Linked DNA regions of Mus musculus: region 2 is linked to region 1. The links are chromatin contacts, called in public HiChIP or PLAC-seq maps. All regions are on one chromosome and are shown on one strand. The core of a region is the stretch at or near the end of the contact, and the rest is flanking DNA. Distances in the headings are between cores, read along the strand shown. Region 1 holds the start of Atg2b (autophagy related 2B). Region 2 overlaps Papola (poly (A) polymerase alpha).

What was found. HiChIP or PLAC-seq counts read pairs in DNA pulled down with a chosen protein or histone mark.
Region 2: an H3K4me3 HiChIP or PLAC-seq map of bone marrow-derived macrophages shows a contact between it and region 1, with 2.1 times the contacts expected there. The contact joins the enhancer-like site here to the promoter of Atg2b in region 1. A contact is called at or near these places in 2 of 39 promoter capture datasets (the HPC-7 cell line and liver), 2 of 484 Hi-C or Micro-C datasets (granulosa cells and megakaryocyte-erythroid progenitors), 4 of 115 datasets of contacts at active chromatin or transcription factors (bone marrow-derived macrophages, embryonic stem cells, extraembryonic endoderm stem cells and 1 more) and 3 of 9 other capture datasets (adipose tissue, liver and pancreatic islet).

Annotation. Positions count from the first base shown.
Region 1 is chr12:105,682,759-105,686,954 of GRCm38.p6, forward strand. Atg2b (autophagy related 2B) reads right to left here and starts at 2,483. Exons shown (of 42, transcript NM_029654.4): 1 at 1,911-2,483. The coding sequence starts at 2,072. It overlaps Gskip (GSK3B interacting protein), which reads left to right and starts at 2,594. Exons shown (of 3, transcript NM_178613.3): 1 at 2,594-2,700. The coding sequence starts at 2,687.
Region 2 is chr12:105,822,087-105,826,113 of GRCm38.p6, forward strand. Papola (poly (A) polymerase alpha) reads left to right here. Exons shown (of 22, transcript NM_011112.4): 16 at 1,470-1,591. Among named protein-coding and RNA genes, the nearest start is that of Papola, 39 kb to the left of the region's middle. Within about 2 kb of position 1,770, at least 19 of the 459 cell types and tissues checked have an H3K27ac peak or open chromatin away from gene starts, as enhancers often do. A contact at or near this core is called in bone marrow-derived macrophages and megakaryocyte-erythroid progenitors, where this site is marked.

The DNA of each region.
Region 1 (4,196 bases), core at 1,233-3,732:
CCAGCCCTGACTTCCTTTGGTGATGAACAGCAACATGGAAGTGTAAGCTGAATAAACCCTTTCCTCCCCAACTGCTTCTTGGTCATGATGTTTAAGCAGGAATAGAAACCCTGACTTCTAGAAAACAGCTAATCAAACCGCTTGCTCAGGAGTCCCTGAGAGCTTTCTCAAGTGTGCTCTTATACTATGTTCCCTAAGAAAGCAAGTCTGCGCAGCACGCCTTTAATCCCAGCACTTGGGAGGCACAGGCCTGCGGATCTCTGAGTTCAAGGCCAGCCTGATCTACAGAGTGAGTTCCAGGACAGCCAGGGCTACACAGAGAAACCCTGTCTCAAAAACAAACAAACAAACAAAAACAAAAAACACAAAAGCAAGCAAGCCTGCACTTGGCGTCGAATTTGGATTCTTGCTGTAATACTTGTAACTGTGGCACAGGACAAAGTATTAAATGCCATTTATAAAACAAATAATAATGTCCACCTGCTAGTTTCGGTGTCTCTTCAAAGAGTACTGCACTGCACACCAAAGCATCCATCAACATTCCCACCCTCAAGACTCCTTAGTCAGCTTTCAGCAGTGACGAGACACCAAAAACATCTACCCTGAGGATGTCAGGTCCTCTTGATCTCTTCAGCCCCTGCCCATTTTCCAGCCTCGGAATAAGACAGTTTGGCCACAGAAAAGAAAAATGTAGCCCATTCAAACTGTACTGGAGAGGCTAAGGTGAGAGCTTTGTCATGAGTTCCAGGCTACCCTGGGCTACACGACAAGTGTCTGGGCAGCTAGGACTACATAATAAACCTGGCCAAAAAAAAAAAAAAAAAAAAAAAAAAATCCCGTTTGCTGATAGGAAAGAACAGCAGCTCTCCCGAGGCATGGACTCTACTGTCCTTTTATGATAACTGAACTTGGGTTAACTACTATACCTGTCTTTCGGCAGACTGTGAAAGCCTAGGACTATTTTGGTATAAGGCAGGTCTTTCTGTTACTCAAACTAGAGCTGTCTAAACTAACTTGTGTGTGCTCTCTGGTTTAAGTCACCTAGTTTCGTTACAATTACCTTGTGTCATACCTCTTAATACAAGTTGTCAAGGAATTTCCATAATTTAAGCTTTTCGAAAAAAGAGTAGACTCGACAAACCCAAGGCCTTAAGTAAAATAGTAGGCATTTTAGCCCACTGATGCAAATACAACTGCTTCTGGCGAACTGAATATACTCAAAGTTCAGGTGAAGTCAACTCACAGCCTCTAGGAGGAAACAGGTTCTTTAAAAAAAGGCTGACGCTGCGGCTTCGGCTCCCGAGCTTTTGCAACATTTGCGTTTACGACCTGTCGATCTATCACGTGAAGCAAAAGGGCAAATCTAAACAGCACTACTGGGGCCATTCACAACCTCACGCAAGCAGAGCAGGCAAACTGGCAAGAGGGGCCTTCGCCTAACTTTCTTTCAGTGAATGAAGACAACCAACCCAGCAAACGCAAATATACCAGCATCCAGACCAAAATAAATAACTGGGGATTTCTGTCACCTCCTCTTCATCTTTAATTTTTCTTAACGTCATCCACAGAAATAGGGTTTGTTTGCCTAGGAACACCGCAGACACTCGCAGCCCAAGAGGCAAGGGTGGCCACGTACTTTCCTGGGCCTGCCTCACAAGCGCCCCCCCCCCCCCCCAACCAATGACTCGATTGTTTCGCCCCGTGTGTGCCTCCATTACACCGTTTAAGCCGGAGCACGTGATCTAGGAGCGCAAACTTGCTACACTTTACACACTTCCCTGAGCCGGGCCACACTTGAATCTAAACAATTCCCAAAGGAGAACCGAACGTGCCCGATGCTGGATGACAGTCGCTCAGGTCTCGCCCTGGGGAGAGCCAGTTCCTACCCCTGCTGGCTGACAGCAGCTTACCCATTTGTCCAAGGGGACCTGGGCAAGGGACCCGGTGCCCTGGTACAGATCCAGGCTCAGCTGCTCCAGGCTCAGCTTCTCCTGCAGGAAGTGGCCCAGGTACCTCTGTAGGAGGTAGCGACAGGCCCTCTTCTTGATGGATTCTGAAAATGGCCAAGGCATGGTGAGGGCTGGCGGCTCGAGGGAGCCGGGGCTGCACGCGGCGGCGACTCGGGGGATCCGACCTGGGCTCCAGGCAGCGGCAGCGCCTCAGGGTCGGCCCGGCGGCGTCCCCAAGCCGCGGTGGGGATCTAGGTTCGCGGTGGCCGCTGCATGTCGGTTCGGCGCCGCCGTCCCTCAGGGCAACCCCATGGCCCGCGTCGCGACGCTCGCACTAGGCCCGGCGGGGACTGGGCGCTGAGCAGAACCGGGCGCCCCAAGCCGGGAGCTTCCGAAGCGCTCCGTCGGTAGGGAGACAGAGGGACAGACAGAGAGGGCTGGCGGCTGAGGCGAGACAAGACTCCGACGCGGCGCGACTAATTTGTTGTCATCTACTGGGCGCGCTCCCGCCTGAGACACGCTCCTGGCGCGTTCGCGAGACCCAGACTCCCGGCACGTACTCGAGCAACGGGCACAAGCGGAAGTGACGCCATATTGCGGGGCTGGAAAGGCAGGAAAAAAAGAGTCCGGGCCGGAGCATTTCCGGTGGTGAATGGGCGGGGCAACTGCGGGGGCGGGGGTGGTGCCGGCGCCGCGATCCTGGCCCCAGCAGTCTCCGGACGAGGAAGGATAAGAACATGGGCGCTCGCAGGTGAGTGGGCGGGCTGGCTGCGGCCCGTGGAGCCTCACCTTGCAGTCGCGGCCGGGTGGTGGGCGCCGGCGGACGCCCGGACTAGGGCTGACGGAGGTCTGGGGGCGGGTCCGGCCTGGGCTGTCCTGCGGGAAGTGATGCGGGGATGCAGGGCGAGGACTGGAGACCCGGCGTTTCTGTCCGGGTTCTGACCGATGCCTATTGTCATCAGGTTGCCCCCCCCCCCACCCCCTTGCCGGCTTTGTTTGCAAAGCATCTAGTAGTTTGCCGTTTGCAGAGCGCCACGCCGACGACCAGGAAACTTGGGATCGGGGCGATTGCGGGCAGTACGGTTTCCTCTGTTAAATCCTGGCGCTTCCCGACCCGCTGAGGGGCTGCTGCCTCCTGGAAGACTTTGTGCTCTCCGCAGGCTCTGCGCAGCCCGATTTTTATCTTTTAGGGAGACAGTCTGTGAAGAGGCGCAGCTGGCTCCTTAGGAGGGCAGCCCCTAAAGGCCCGGAAGTCTGCTGTCCTGGGTTAGATTCCTGACACTTGACACTGGGCCACCTTGAACCTATGCTACCCTCTCTGAGCCTACATTGCCACCTCAGCCAGGTGTGAGCAGATTAATATCATAAACTCGAAAATTGAGGCAAATGAAATGACGTGTGCCGGGAAGGAACCTAAACCGAGTCCTGGATTGAGGAGACCGAATTAAGGAATTCTGGCCCGTGAATGGGGCATCCTCAAAATGGGTTCTTTTGGTTTAGTTGGATTGGGTTTTGAGACAGTCTCTCACTGGGTAGGTAGTTGAGGTTGACTTTGAACTTATGTGGCCCAGACTGCCCTAGAAATTAGGGTCTCCCAAATGCTGAAATGTCAGGCTTGCACCACCACACACCATTCGGAGTCTTTATGTGCTTTGTAAGAAAGGGCCTCTTATTTTTAAAAGATGATATTTTAGTTGGAGACTTGGAGGTAGAAAGATACATGAACGTCTGAGTTATTTTTCAGATAAGAACACCACCTGCAAGGCTTACCACATGCGTAATGCTTGGTAAGTACCAGGAATTTGAGGAGGGAAGACAGGAAGGAGTGTAGCCATCGCAAGGAATGATGGAACTTTTGCTCTGGGTGAAATAAAAAGAAATGCTACATAATCTGGCCTAAGACTGCTAACTACAGTGTTGCTAATAGTGGAATGTTGGGCTTAGAAGACCAAAGGTGAAAACAGCCAGGGCAGTGCTGAAGGACAGAGCAGTAATCCAAATTCTGTGGTTTGGCCTGGAGGAAAGCCCTGAAGACTAGAACCGGTTGGGTCTAGGCATATTTTGACACTAATAAGACATGCTTACCCGGCATCAGGTACACAGTTTTATCCCAGCACTAGAGAAACAGATGCAGATGGCTCTCTCCTTAAGTTGAAGGCCAGCCTGGTCTACATGGGGAGACCCTGGCTCAAAGAGACTCTGAACCTTACAAGTAAATAATGACAGTACTCTCTGTACTATAAACAG
Region 2 (4,027 bases), core at 520-3,019, 140 kb after region 1:
TGGCAAGCCATCTCTCTAGCACCAGAGTGTTTTCTAGCCGAGTCTTAACAGCAATCTTAGGAAAGCTCTTTGTTAGGAATTTAGAGGTCTATGGGTCTAACCTTGACCATGGCCTCTTCTCTCTTGGCTTCTGTGGTTCCTGGTCAGGGTGTGTGGTTTTTGGGGTTTTTTTTTCTTCCTGAAATACTGTTGGACTCAGTTACTGTCAGCTTACTTTGCACTAAAGTCATTTGGGGTTTGGCGTAGGGTTTTGTTTTGTAGCTTAGATTGTTCTAGGACTGGCTCTGTGGCTTAAGTTCTGTTTGATGGCAGCTCAGTGTCCTGTCTTAGTCCTTGGTCACTTGACAGTCTATCTTATTCTGTCCTCTCCACTGGATTCTGCAGCTTGCTTGTGCTTTTTCCTGCTGTGTTTCCAGCTGCTACAATGGTTTTATAGTTGTGCAACCAATATTTTTGTATGGATTGACTGAATCCCCCCCCCTCGCACACCTTTTGTTTTTTTAAATGTAGCCCAGCCTGCCCTTGGACTTACTATGAAGGTTAAGATTACATTCAACTTATTCTCTGCTTTCATGACTAATTGTTGGGGTTTTACAGGTGTTGTACCATATAACCTCACTTAAATATTCCCATTTTGAGGTACTGTGATCTAAATATTTTGTACTTACTGATAGCATCTTCTTTTTGAGCCATAATTTATTTTTTCATAATAGAAAATATAGAAAGAATTAAGAGAGTTTTTCATGGAAAATACTTTTCTATGGTTTTGGTTTTTGTGGGTTTTTTTGTTTGTTTTTTGTTTTATGTATTATGTAGCTCTCGCTGTCCTAGAACTCACTATGTAAATATGGCTGGCCCTGAACTCACAAGGATCTGTCTGCCTCTGCCTCCATAGTTTGGGGATTAAAGGTATGTGCCACACACCATGTCTTCATATATATAAAGTGTGTGTGAAAGTGTGTCTGTGGGGGTACAGGTGTTCATGGAAAGGTGCTATATCCCCGGGAGTTGGAGTTCCAGGCAATTGTGAGCTGGGTTGTGTTATTCAGACTCAGGTCTTCTGCACAAACAGCACTTTCTCTTAACAGCCAAGAGCCTCCAGTCGTTCTTGGCTTGTGAGGTGTCTTCAGGTGTGGCTCCTTACTGTGTGAGCAGCAGGTGGTGTCTTCCAGGATTAAAGTCTTAGACTTTGTGGATGATGGAAAGACAGATGTACAGAGTTCTTTGAATTCTGTTATTTCCTCAACAGTTATTCTTGCTTTTTATTAGCACATGGAAAGTTAGTGTGCTAAAGGATCGAATGTGCATTTGCTCTTTGTTACATACGTGACTTGCCTACTATTGGATTGCATCCGACTAGGGACAGGCGGTGGGAAAGGTTCCCACTTACATTACTTTTCTTCTAGACGAATTTAGATCTGCCCTTATGTAACTATTTCTGTTCTTTGTAACAATGTCTGCTTGTATAGTTTATAGGCAAGCAATAAACAGCAAAATGTTTGAGTTGGATATGAAGATTGCAGCAATGCATGTGAAGAGAAAGCAACTCCATCAGCTGCTGCCTAGTCACGTGCTTCAGAAGAGGAAGAAGGTAAGCCAAAAAGGAACTTGATGGTGCCACCAATACAGTGCTTTGTATAAGTGCCAGCTGATGTTTCAGAACTCCCGTCCCTTTAGGGATGGGTGCTATTAACTGAGGACAGCATCTGACAGACTTGTCAGCTTGTGAGAGACCGTGTTCTCATTGTCAGCTTGTGAGACCTTGTTCTCAGCACTGTGTTTGTGTCCTTGTCTCATGACTGGAAAGAGGTTAATGTGACACTCAACGCCCTGAGTTTGTATAGCCATATTCTCTCAGAAAGAAAAACACCTTTAAACTTTCACACAAGTGTCTATTCTTCTAAAAGAACAAAGTTGTCATTACATGTTCAAACAATACTTTAAAGAGGGACAGTGTCTTCTTATTTACTGTAGGAGAATAGGTATATTTCTAAAAATTAAGAGTGGGCTCTTGAGATGATTCAGCAGGTGGTCCGCTGGTGACCTGAGTCCAATCCCTCAGACCTGCAGGATAGAAGTGACCCCTGCAATTATTCTCTGACCTCCACAGCCTTGTTGGGTGTGTATGTGTGTCCTGTCACCCCCCTTCTTTCTGATTGTACAAGGGACTGGAGAGGTAGCCTAGTTGGTAGAGTATTTGGCTAGCATGCACCTGGGGTTAACCCTTAGCACTTCATAAAATAGGCATGATGATACATGCCTGTGATCCCAGGACTTGGAAAGGTGATGGCAGAGGGGTTAGAAGTCAGGGTCATCCTCTGATACATACAGGATCTATGATAGCGCCCCCCCCCCCATATACACACACAAAAGAAAATTTGTTACTATGCCCTGCATTGTAGCAAACCCCTGTATTCTCACCAGTTGGTGGGAGATTGGAGGAATTGCAAGGTGAGGGTGGTTTAAACTGTATATACCAGATTCTAGGCCAGCCTGGGCTACATGGTATACTTTGTACAGTAATTGCAAAGTAGTTACAAAGGACATTGCTCTCACTGGTTACCAGAGGTAAAGTAGTGTCTTGTTCTGATGTTTATATCTTGAATAACAGAATATTTTAACCTTCTTATATTGAATGCATTGGTGCATAGAAACAGTGACTTGGACTTGTGCCCGGCAGATAGTAAATAAATAATCAAGTTATCTGAAATTAATGCCAAGATCAGTTACAGCTTAGGGGTGGGTAGGTACAGAGATATCTGGACATGATAGTTTCAGGTGACAATCTTGTCAGCTAAGTCTGATTGTAACTCACGCTGGCTCCTGATTGCTGGAGTTAATTAGCTACATGTGTTCATTCCTGATAAGGAAGTTGCTCGAGTAGACGCCATATCGCCTTTGTTGGCTTTCAGCACTCCTGAGGCCCAAACTTAGCTCCCTGCTAAGCCTGTGTAACCATTGCAGCCACAGGACCGTCTGATAGGAATGTGTTAAAATTATAGCAGTAGCTGTCGGTAGTTGCGCATGCCTTTAATCCCAGCACTTGGGAAGCAGAGGCAGGTGGGTTTCTGAGTTCGAGGCCAGCCTGGTCTATAAAGTGAGTTCCAGGACAGTCAGGGCTACACAGAGAAACCTTGTCTCAAAACAAAACAAAACAAAACAAACCCTAGAGCATTGCAGTGTTAAGTTTTCCATAGTTAAAACTCAGAATCACGGGTGTCAAAAGTGGATGCCAATAGGCTGCGCTCTTTTTGTTCTGGCAGTATGCGTTTTAAGAACTCATGATAACAGCTATTACCGGTTTCTAGAACCATGAATTTTTATCAGCTTTTAAAGTCTTACTATTAAATAACCATGTGACTAATTGTTATACAGCTCTAGTTGGGTTTTCCTGTTCATTTTTTTTATACTTTCAGTCTATGTTTCCCTAAAAATAAACTGTAGGAATCTACTGTCCACAGTTTGATCATCCAACAGAGTAACTGATCACATCTGTATCTGTGTACACAGACTATTGATTGGGTAGACTGTCACTCAGTTCAGATGTTCTCAGTGAGACACCAGTTTTTGACTTTGCTTTGTGCTTACAGTAGTTTGATCCTATCTACTTCTGTTTGAAATAATTTTTATTGCTGTTCATTTTATTTTCTACTGTGAAAATAGGACTCTGAAGCTGGGGTAAAGCCAACAGCTTGCAGCTCCTTCGCTGTTTGTATCTGTATCTGTACCCCCTCCACAGTGGGAACTGAAGCGAGGCCAGTCTGCACTGCTCACGTCCATGTCGCCTGTGCCCCCTCTAAAAGAGCAGAGTGGCCAGTATAGATCTCTTGCTTTCAAAGATCTTTGCGCATAAAATAGTAATGGTTAGAAATAAATGATTTTTTGTTTGTTTGTGGCCTAGGTATGTATTCCAAGCTGGCCTAAAGATCAATACACAACCCTGGTTGGGCCTCAAATTCAGAATCCTCCTGTCTCAGCCTGCTGAATGTCAGAATTAAATGTGGGTGCCACCATGTGTGGTAATGCC